Linked DNA regions of Mus musculus: region 2 is linked to region 1. The links are chromatin contacts, called in public HiChIP or PLAC-seq maps. All regions are on one chromosome and are shown on one strand. Each heading gives the region's core, a stretch centred on a gene start, on an enhancer-like site or on the middle of the called end of the contact. The rest is flanking DNA. Distances are from core to core; before and after follow the strand shown.

Region 1 (4,313 bases), core at 1,286-3,785:
GTCTTCTGTGAAAACACTGGGTGTTGGGAGAGTGAAAGGGCTCAGAGGGTCTCAGGAGTTGCTGCAAAGCCTGACAGCCTGAGTTTGATCCCTGGAACCCACACAATAAGAGAACCAATTCCTACAAGTTGTCCTCTGACATGCTCAACACACATGTGCAAATGCAGGGCCATGTGTGCCTGCGCTTTCGCACACACAAACACAACCAAGTCAACACATAAGTAAAGGTGTTGCGTAGTGTGCAGCATAATGTGTTCGTGAGGATCTTCACACTGCTGGCAAGGTTTTTGTGTGAATACAGATGTTTCTTCCTGTCCATCCCTTCTTTTAGCAAAGGATTAACTCAGTGAGCATAAGGAAATGACCTGTGAGTTAATTACTCAAATAGCCAATCCTTTTTCAAACCCTTGTGTTTGATCCTATTTTTATATCCCAATGTAGCCTGTTCTATCTACCCAAAGGGGGTCATAGTAACTTCAAAACTGCCATGTGACCTATTGGTCTTTTGGTTTCCAGCCTCTTGCCTCCTTCCTGCCTTGTGACAGTCCTAGCAATGAAGGCTGTGTGTGTCCTCTCTTATCCTATTTGTGCTTTCCCTCTTCCACAAGGACAAAATCATATAATTAAACCTATTAAGAGGTACTGTACATTACAAGAATAAATTTGGCTTGGGGTGAGCCTATATTAATATTGACAGTAATGTGAGATAAGACAATGAGAGTTCACCATATGAGAAAAAGAGTTTCAGAGGAAGACCGACTTCCAAAGGGTTCAGAATCCATAAGAAATACATGAGGGGAAATGGCATAACTTCAGGGCTCATACACACCCTCATCTGACTTCTGTTTCAGAAGGCTAGGGATCTGATTTGGAAGGGTGGGCAAGGCTTCCTTCATCTTCTTCTTAACAAGGGAAAGGCACTTCACACAGACACCAAGCTAGTGTTCCTACTTCTCTCGAAACACACATGCCCCATACACCCATTTGTGATGACCTGCAGTCAGCGAATCCGTCCCCTTCACCCTTCCTCTGGATGCATGTCACATCACTCACTTTCCCCAAAACATCACTCTCCTTTTCAATCCCAAAGGCCATGCCTTTGTCTTCCTCACCCAGAGTGACCTTCCATGGCCCAGCAGCTCTGGCTCAGCAAGTCGGAAGAATGCTTCTGGCTACGCAGATCCTTAACCCACACAGACTTGGGGCAACCCTCACAAAACCCCTTGATCTAGTAATAGAAGGAGCCATGGGAACCTTTAGTGGGCAGCTGGGCCGTGATGTTCCTGTTACACCAGTCCCCTTGGCAGCACTCCACAGCCTGGCCAGGTGACGGCGGGGTCTTACACGTCATCTTCCCCTGCTCATAAACCTGAAAGCAGCCCTTCTGGTAGACGTGGAAGCCATCGTTGATGCTCAGAGAAGAAAAACACTGCTGGCCTTCACAGTGGTCCTCGTTCCCGCAGGAGAGGCCCTCACACACACACATGTAAAGTTTCTGGTTGACCTTGGGCTTCTCATCTGCAAAGGAGAGGTGAGGAGGAGAAACAATTCAGTTCTATGAGCTTCGCCCCTTTCAGAGTTAAAAAAAAATCCAAACAGGTTTCCCTAAGATCACCCCAAACCCAATCACAGAACCATCGACTCTGACCAGCGTCTACACTCCAGATTGTCACTCAAACAATAGCTCCATCTCAGTCTATGAATGTATCTGCCTTACGTTGTGCATCCATCCATCCTCCCGAGGATTATGCTAGCACAGAGAGTGGCATTGTGATGCCCAGACTCCTGACATGGAGTCCCTCTCCCATATCCATAATTCCTGAATCTAAACTAAATATTTGATGGCAACATAATGCCTGGCAAAGTTATTTTATACAAAAAGTGTAGGGGGGGGGGGGCTCCTAAATAAATACTTGGCAACAGTTAGCACCAGTTCCTGCTAGCTCTGTACTTGTAAGCAAATGATGTTTCAGAACTTAACTGCTTCAGAACACACTTGTACGAGAGTTTGTAGCTACAAACCAGAGTTACTGTCATGTTCAGCTAGACACTAGACCACCACCTGTGATGAGAACACTTGTGTTTGTGCACTGGTTAAAATTCTAACAAATAGCTCTTAAGAATCATCTACTGATAACCAGGAGAGGTGATGCACGCCTTCAATCCCAGAACTCGGGACGCAGAGGCAGCGGATCTCTGTGAGTTCGAGGCCAGCCTGGTCTACAGAGTGAGTTCCAGGACAGCTAAGGTTACACAGAGAAACCCTGTCTTGAAAAACAAAAGAAAAAAAAAAAAAAAAAAAAGAGGAATTGTCAACTGGTAAAGAACATGGGGGGAAACTGGCTTTAAACACTCAGTCCAAGGGCCCAAACAAAGGGAAGAAAGCTGTATGTAACAATTAGGTAGCAGGTAGCACCAGGGACCAGGTAGTCCCTGGCGATGTCAAGAAGCTGAGTCACAGCAGAGGCTGCACCATCACCCCCTCGCCCTCCCAACTGCCTTCTGAAAACACTCATTTGCAGTTCCGCTTTCACATCTCGTCCCTCCTCCCTCATCGGGATGACTGGTTCAGACTTGCTACTTCCAACACTTTTAGTCAGCAGGGAAGGGAAGGGAAGACAGAGTGTGCACAGAGGCCAGTCCTTAAGGCTGTTCCTTAGCCAAGGCCACGGTCAGCAAAGCCCTACTCAAGGAAATTCAGCCCCCAGAGCTTGTCCAAGGTCTGTGGCACAGAGAGTGAGATAATTGTCTTTTGAGAGAGACAGACAGACAGCCAGGACAGAGACAGAGACAGAGAGACAAACAGAGACAAAGATAGAGACACAAAGACACAGATAGAGAAAAAGAAAGAAAAGAAGGGAAGGGGAAGGGGAAGGGGAAGGGGAAGGGGAAGGGGAAGGGGAAGGGGAAGGGGAAGGGGAAGGGGAAGGGGAAGGGGAAGCGAGAAAGAAAGAGGAGAGAAGGAAATCAGGTAGTGGTGCTTTTAAGAGAAGACCTTAAAGTAAAAATGTCAAGTTCACTTACACAGATTTATGTGGGTGTGTACAGAGATGTGGGTTATCTCAAAAAGAAAAGAAAACTGTTGCTAATCTTTCTTCTTCCCTCTTCAAAGAAGTGGAAATATAGTTCCCTGCCCGCTGTCGTGTGGGTGCTACATCCCACAGCGTAAGTACACGCAGGCACACAGACACGTCCTTCTGTTTATAATTGACTTGTGAGTTCTTTTGAAAACCACAAGGGGCTCATCCCAGAGCAAAGACATGCCTGAAAGCAGAAAATCTAAAATAGCCACTGCCGGTGCTAAGTACGTCACCAGCCTAACCCTCAGAATCCAGAGCTTTCCGACATGTTTAATGAGTGAAAAACCTTTAATGAGCAAAGAGATCATCTTTATTTGACACAATCTAGCAAGAAGTTTACACTTATCAAAAGAGAGTTGAAAGGTAATATTTCTAGGGAGCTACACATGCTTGCCACTCTTGAACGGGATGAAGCTGGGCCAAGACCTGTCAACCATGCTGCCCAACATGTGACCATTCTTTGAAGGAACTGGATAGGGGAGGGGAGTTGTGGAGGAAGTTAAAGGCATCACATTGATTTGTGTGTGACCTGAAAAAGAATGTGATGACTGTATTTTAAAGACTGAAATAAGGCAACTGGTGCAAATTTAAAACACAAACACTTTCACTGTAAATGGTTTTTAATCACACGTTTCCAAAAACATACCTAATATACTGAAAAGTATATCTGGCTGATGCTGGGCTGGGGAACGAAGAGTTAGTGTTGTGAGGAAGAGATAAATGAAAATAAGATAAAGAGTGACTTATTTCACAGAATGATAATAGATAATCAAATACAGTTAGTCACCATATTGTATATAAGGACTACTATAAATAACAACAAACTGTAACAATCTCACTCATCACTGGGCCTATAGAATGGATGGTACGGTTCACAGAGGAGCACATGACGCATGCCGGAGGTGCCCTAGATTTACCTACAGCAGTACTTGTCAACGTTCCTAAGGCTGCAACCCTTTAATATAGTTCCTCATGTTCTGGTGACTCCCAACCATAACATTATTTTTGTTGCTTGTGGTGATTTGAATAAAAATGGCCCCCATAGGCCCATAGGGAGTGGCACTATTAGGAGGTGTGGCCTTATTGAAGTAGAAGTGGCTTTGTTGGAGGAACATGTCACTAGGGGTTTGGCTTTGAAGCTTAAGCAAGGCCTAGTGTCTCAATTACTTTCTGCTGTCTAAACCTCTTAACCTAAAAGCCAGCCCCAATTAAAAGTTTTCCTTTATAAGAGTT
Region 2 (4,313 bases), core at 1,003-3,502, 920 kb after region 1:
GAGACCACTAGTGCATGATGGGGGCAGGGGGTGACAGGCGAGCAGCAGCGTGGCCTGGGCTCAGCTACCTACCGTGGTTCCAGCACCTATCTTTCTTTTTAAATAATGTGTATACGTATGTCTGTGTGCACATGTGAGTACAGGCCATGTGCACAGGTCACAGGTCACAGGTACTGTACTCACATATGCACTGGACTCTGCACACAGAGTCCAAAAGAAGGCGCTGGATCTCCTGGATCTGGAGTTACAGTCAGTTTTGAACCACCTGATACGGGTGCTAGAACCCAAACTCAGGTCCTCTGCAAGAACAGTAGAGGGTCTTAAGATCAGAGCCATCTCTCCAGTGCCCAGACAAGCTGTATTTGATCTTCACCCTCAACATACTCCAAGAAATCCTCACAGTAAATTTCCTGGGTAAAGAACATGCCCAGCTTTTTCATCCAGTGTTTCCCAAATTAAACCAAACAGAAGATTCTTCTCTAGGCGTCTAACGATGTCCTGTCAGAGTGGCCACTTTGGAAATATTGAGAGAACTAGCTCAGGGCTCAGACTCTGCAAGGGAGGGGGCTGGTCTCTCACTGCATTTTAGAAATGGGTGGGCCCCAGCACTCGGGAAGCAGAGGCAGGCAGATTTCTGAGTTTGAGGCCAGCCTGGTCTACAAAGTGAGTTCCAGGACAGCCAGGGCTATACAGAGAAACCCTGTCTCAAAAAAACAAAACAAAACAAAACAACAAGGGGTGGGGGGACATTCTGTCCTAATGGAGCATGCCCAGCAGGGCTGAGAGAAACAATAATTCTTTGCACTTTATTGACTCTGGTAACTTGTAAACCTTTATCTCATATATATATATATACATATATACACACATATATACGTATATATTGATATATATTATATTAGATAGATAGATAGATAGATAGATAGATAGATAGATAGATAGATAGATAGATAGATAGATAGATTACAAGAGGAGTGTATTACTGTCTCCATTTTGCAGGTGACATGGTCCAACAAAATGTAGTATTCTTACATGAGCTGTACTGACCAAAGGCTTGTCATATTGCCTGGAGCCCCATCCTGACAGGAGTGGGTGTGGCCTAACCTTCTCTACCAGCCTTCCAGGATCTCTATCCTTTGTCCTCCCTAACCAAAATCACCCACGGGGCTGCTAGTAGCTCACTGGTGGCTCACTTCCCCACCCAGGGCTCTACTGGGATGCCCTTCCTGCTTCCCAGAAGCCTTTGTTCCATGAAAAACAACTTGTTTTCCAGATCAAGACCTCTAGGGAGGTGAGGGGAACTAGAATCCTAAATACAGGATGAGGATCAAAATTAGTCCCTGACCCCTCACTTCCTCTTCAGCCATTACAGGCTGCTGTGCAAGTCAAGAGAGGAAGTAGCCTGAGAGTGGATTGACTGAGAAGAAAAGAGCAACATGTCCCCACTCCCAGAACTATACAATAGAGATTTGTCTGCTGTGTGCTTCAGTAGTCAGAGGAGGAAATGACCACTCGCTCTTATTTGGGGGACAGTTCAGTGTGGGGGCAAAAGATCACCACAGAAAATAAGGCACAGGATGACGCTACCACAGAAAATAAGGCATGGGATGACACTGTAAAAACGAAGCATTTGTCCCAGGGAGATCGTCTGAAAGATGCTCTTTGACTGCCTCCATGGTCATCACAGCCCGTCTTTTCTACACACGGTGAGAGGAGTGGACAGTTCTTCCTAGAGGAAAGAGATAAAGGACAGCAAGGAATTTTATGGTTGACATCACTGGTCTGACCAGCTTTGCCAGGAAACAAAATCAATGTGTCCCTGCAACTAGTTCTTCGGTTTTAGTGACTCTTTTTTGACACTGAGGACGCTGAGATTTTATAGTCTGAAATGTGCCCGCAGCCTCCATGTCTGCCCGCCACTCTAGCTATAAACACCAGCTATAACCTGCAAGGGAGAAACAGTGCCAGCTGTTTATTCTCTAACTTGAGTTCACTTTTACAGTTTGACCAGGAGGGCTTGAGAGATCAGATGTGGCCACAGTGTAGATTTGAGAGGCAGGAACATCAGAAAACCACATATCTTGGCCAAAGCAGCAGGTCCAGGCAGTGGCCAGTCTCTGTAGTCAGTCCAAGCCCAGCATGGGAGCTCTGGGCATCTGGAGCAGCCTGGAAGATCAGATAAGGGGAAGCTGACATGGGAAAATCAGGCAGAGCAGAGGCCAGCAGCAGGCACTTAGCATAGCCCGTCCTTGGGTGGAGCCCACAGGAAGGAACAGGAGTGTCACGGCAGTACTGTCTCTGTTATGTGTTCCCTCCAAACACTACGGAAATGTGTAAAGTGTACGATGAAGGTCTCTGAACAACAACCCAGCCATTCCTCTTCCCCTCCTGCCCCCAGGTCATTGTCCTCCCTGGTTTAATTTCCAGATTATTGGAGCAGAGTTTAAGATCATGGGCTCCAGAACCAAATGATCCAGTTCAAACCCACACTCAGCTCCGTCCCAGCTGTGAGGCCTTGACTACAGCTGCCCCCTCTTGTCTGCTTGCTCATGCACGAAACTGGGACAGCAGTGGTGTCTGTGTTCTGTGACTTAACTCACAGAGACACCGCAGAGCCCAGGCACGGTTGTGCCCACAGCCACTGATTTTATTGCCTCTGACCTCCCTTCCAGTGAGAAACAATAAACACGGGCAGCCCTGGTTGCTTCTTGCAGGGAGTTCGCAGACTAAGCTGAGTTCTGCAAATGTAGAGAGTCGAATGTTGTTGGAGCAATGTCCCCCATGTGGACATTTACAGAGAAGGACTCTAGTTAGTGGAGATGGGGAGTCACCCAACACTATGGGTATCACAGTATGCCCCACTCCCTCACCCAGCTGAGTCCTCAGAAGAAAGCTGGACAAGCCCAGAGATGCAGACTCTTGAGTTGGGAGTCTTCTGAACATAGACACACGCACACGCACACACATACGTGCGCGCACACATACAAACACAAGTGGGTGTATACATGGACAGACATTCAAATGCAATATAAATGTTAAATAAGCAAACACATTACAAGAATGGTACAAAAAAGGCAACACGAGAAATTGATTTCCTATTAAAAGTATCTTTTGTTTTCTTTTAATCCATGGAACGCAGAAATTCTCCATCAGATTTCTGCTTACACAAAGTAAACAAAATTTGTTCTGTCCTATGCACCCCTGCCCCCTCTCCCAAGTTCTGGTCTGCCTTCTTTAGCCTCCATCCCAAAGTGAGCCATGAGTATTCTAGTCTGTCACCAGCATGTATCCTTCAACTCCTGAGCACAATCCCTCATGCCACAGTGACTTGGTGTCCTGCGAACTTGGGACTCTGGTCCCTCCAACTGGCCATGCCCTAGGAAAGATTTCTCTGCTACCCCTAAAGGCTAGATGACCCTCCCTCTAATTCTTCAATTATGTTATGAGTTAAAAGGTAGGCATCAGAGCTGGCAGAAGCCAGAGACTTAGTTGGAGGCAGCATCATTAGCAACCCCATCTATAAAGTGGATGATACTAGTGTCAGGTTCAGGGGCTTGCAGCAAAGTTTAAGTGAGGTGATATAAATAAAATAAATGCCTATCCTCATGACAGGTATACAGGTGATGTTCAATGAAAAGAAGTTCTCCGTGTTACTTGCCAGTACGAGTGCATAGTAGTCAGACTGCTCTCCTTGGCAGTGGACACAAGCTTCCTTATGAGACAAAACTGTTTCTCTATTTCTCTATTACTCTGATAATACTGCACAGAAAACCAAACTTGAGACAGCAATTTATATAGTGCACCATTCACTCCATCATTCAACTGTTTAAGCCAAGCTCCGCTGGGTGGTTCTTCTGGTCTATGCTGAGCTCAGGGCTTGTAGGCTCTAGAGATGGGGAAGGGTTGAGGAGGGAGAGGCCCCATGCCTCTCCTTAGCCAAGACTGGGCTGATTCACTAGAATTCAAACCTGGCAGGCTCCTTGAGCAGAGGGAAGAACGTAAGGCCACTTGAAGCCCAGCCTTGAAACTTGTGTGCACGGTTGCTTCCATTGTATCCTCTCAGCTGCAATAGCAAGGCTAGCTCAGATTAAGGCCAAAGACTCAAGAGGTGATGGGTAGTAAGCTGGCTGTCAATCGAACACACCTAGGTTCCTAATGAAACCGGTTAGTTAGGGGAAAAGAAATGAACAGCAAAGGCAAGAAGAAAGAAAACCCAATTCCTGACCTCACAGTCGTGGGCAAGGATATTTACATCCCGGGTTGCTCAATATAGGCAATACGAAAATTGACCGCTCAAGCCATTAAGTAGTTGA

Evidence for each region. HiChIP or PLAC-seq counts read pairs in DNA pulled down with a chosen protein or histone mark.
Region 2: a contact with region 1 is called in an H3K27ac HiChIP or PLAC-seq map of microglia, with 5 times the contacts expected there. The contact joins two enhancer-like sites. A contact is called at or near these places in 3 of 115 datasets of contacts at active chromatin or transcription factors (microglia, pancreatic cancer cells and stem cell-derived neural progenitor cells).

The regions. Positions count from the first base shown.
Region 1 is chr2:58,478,411-58,482,723 of GRCm38.p6, forward strand. Acvr1 (activin A receptor, type 1) reads right to left here. Exons shown (of 12, transcript NM_007394.3): 5 at 1,255-1,518. Among named protein-coding and RNA genes, the nearest start is that of Acvr1, 86 kb to the right of the region's middle. Within about 2 kb of position 2,536, at least 53 of the 459 cell types and tissues checked have an H3K27ac peak or open chromatin away from gene starts, as enhancers often do. A contact at or near this core is called in microglia, where this site is marked.
Region 2 is chr2:59,399,804-59,404,116 of GRCm38.p6, forward strand. Gm46743 (a long non-coding RNA gene) reads right to left here. Exons shown (of 3, transcript XR_001783312.1): 3 at 935-1,729. It also overlaps the pseudogene Gm13549. Among named protein-coding and RNA genes, the nearest start is that of 5330411J11Rik, 15 kb to the left of the region's middle. Within about 2 kb of position 2,253, at least 46 of the 459 cell types and tissues checked have an H3K27ac peak or open chromatin away from gene starts, as enhancers often do. A contact at or near this core is called in microglia, where this site is marked.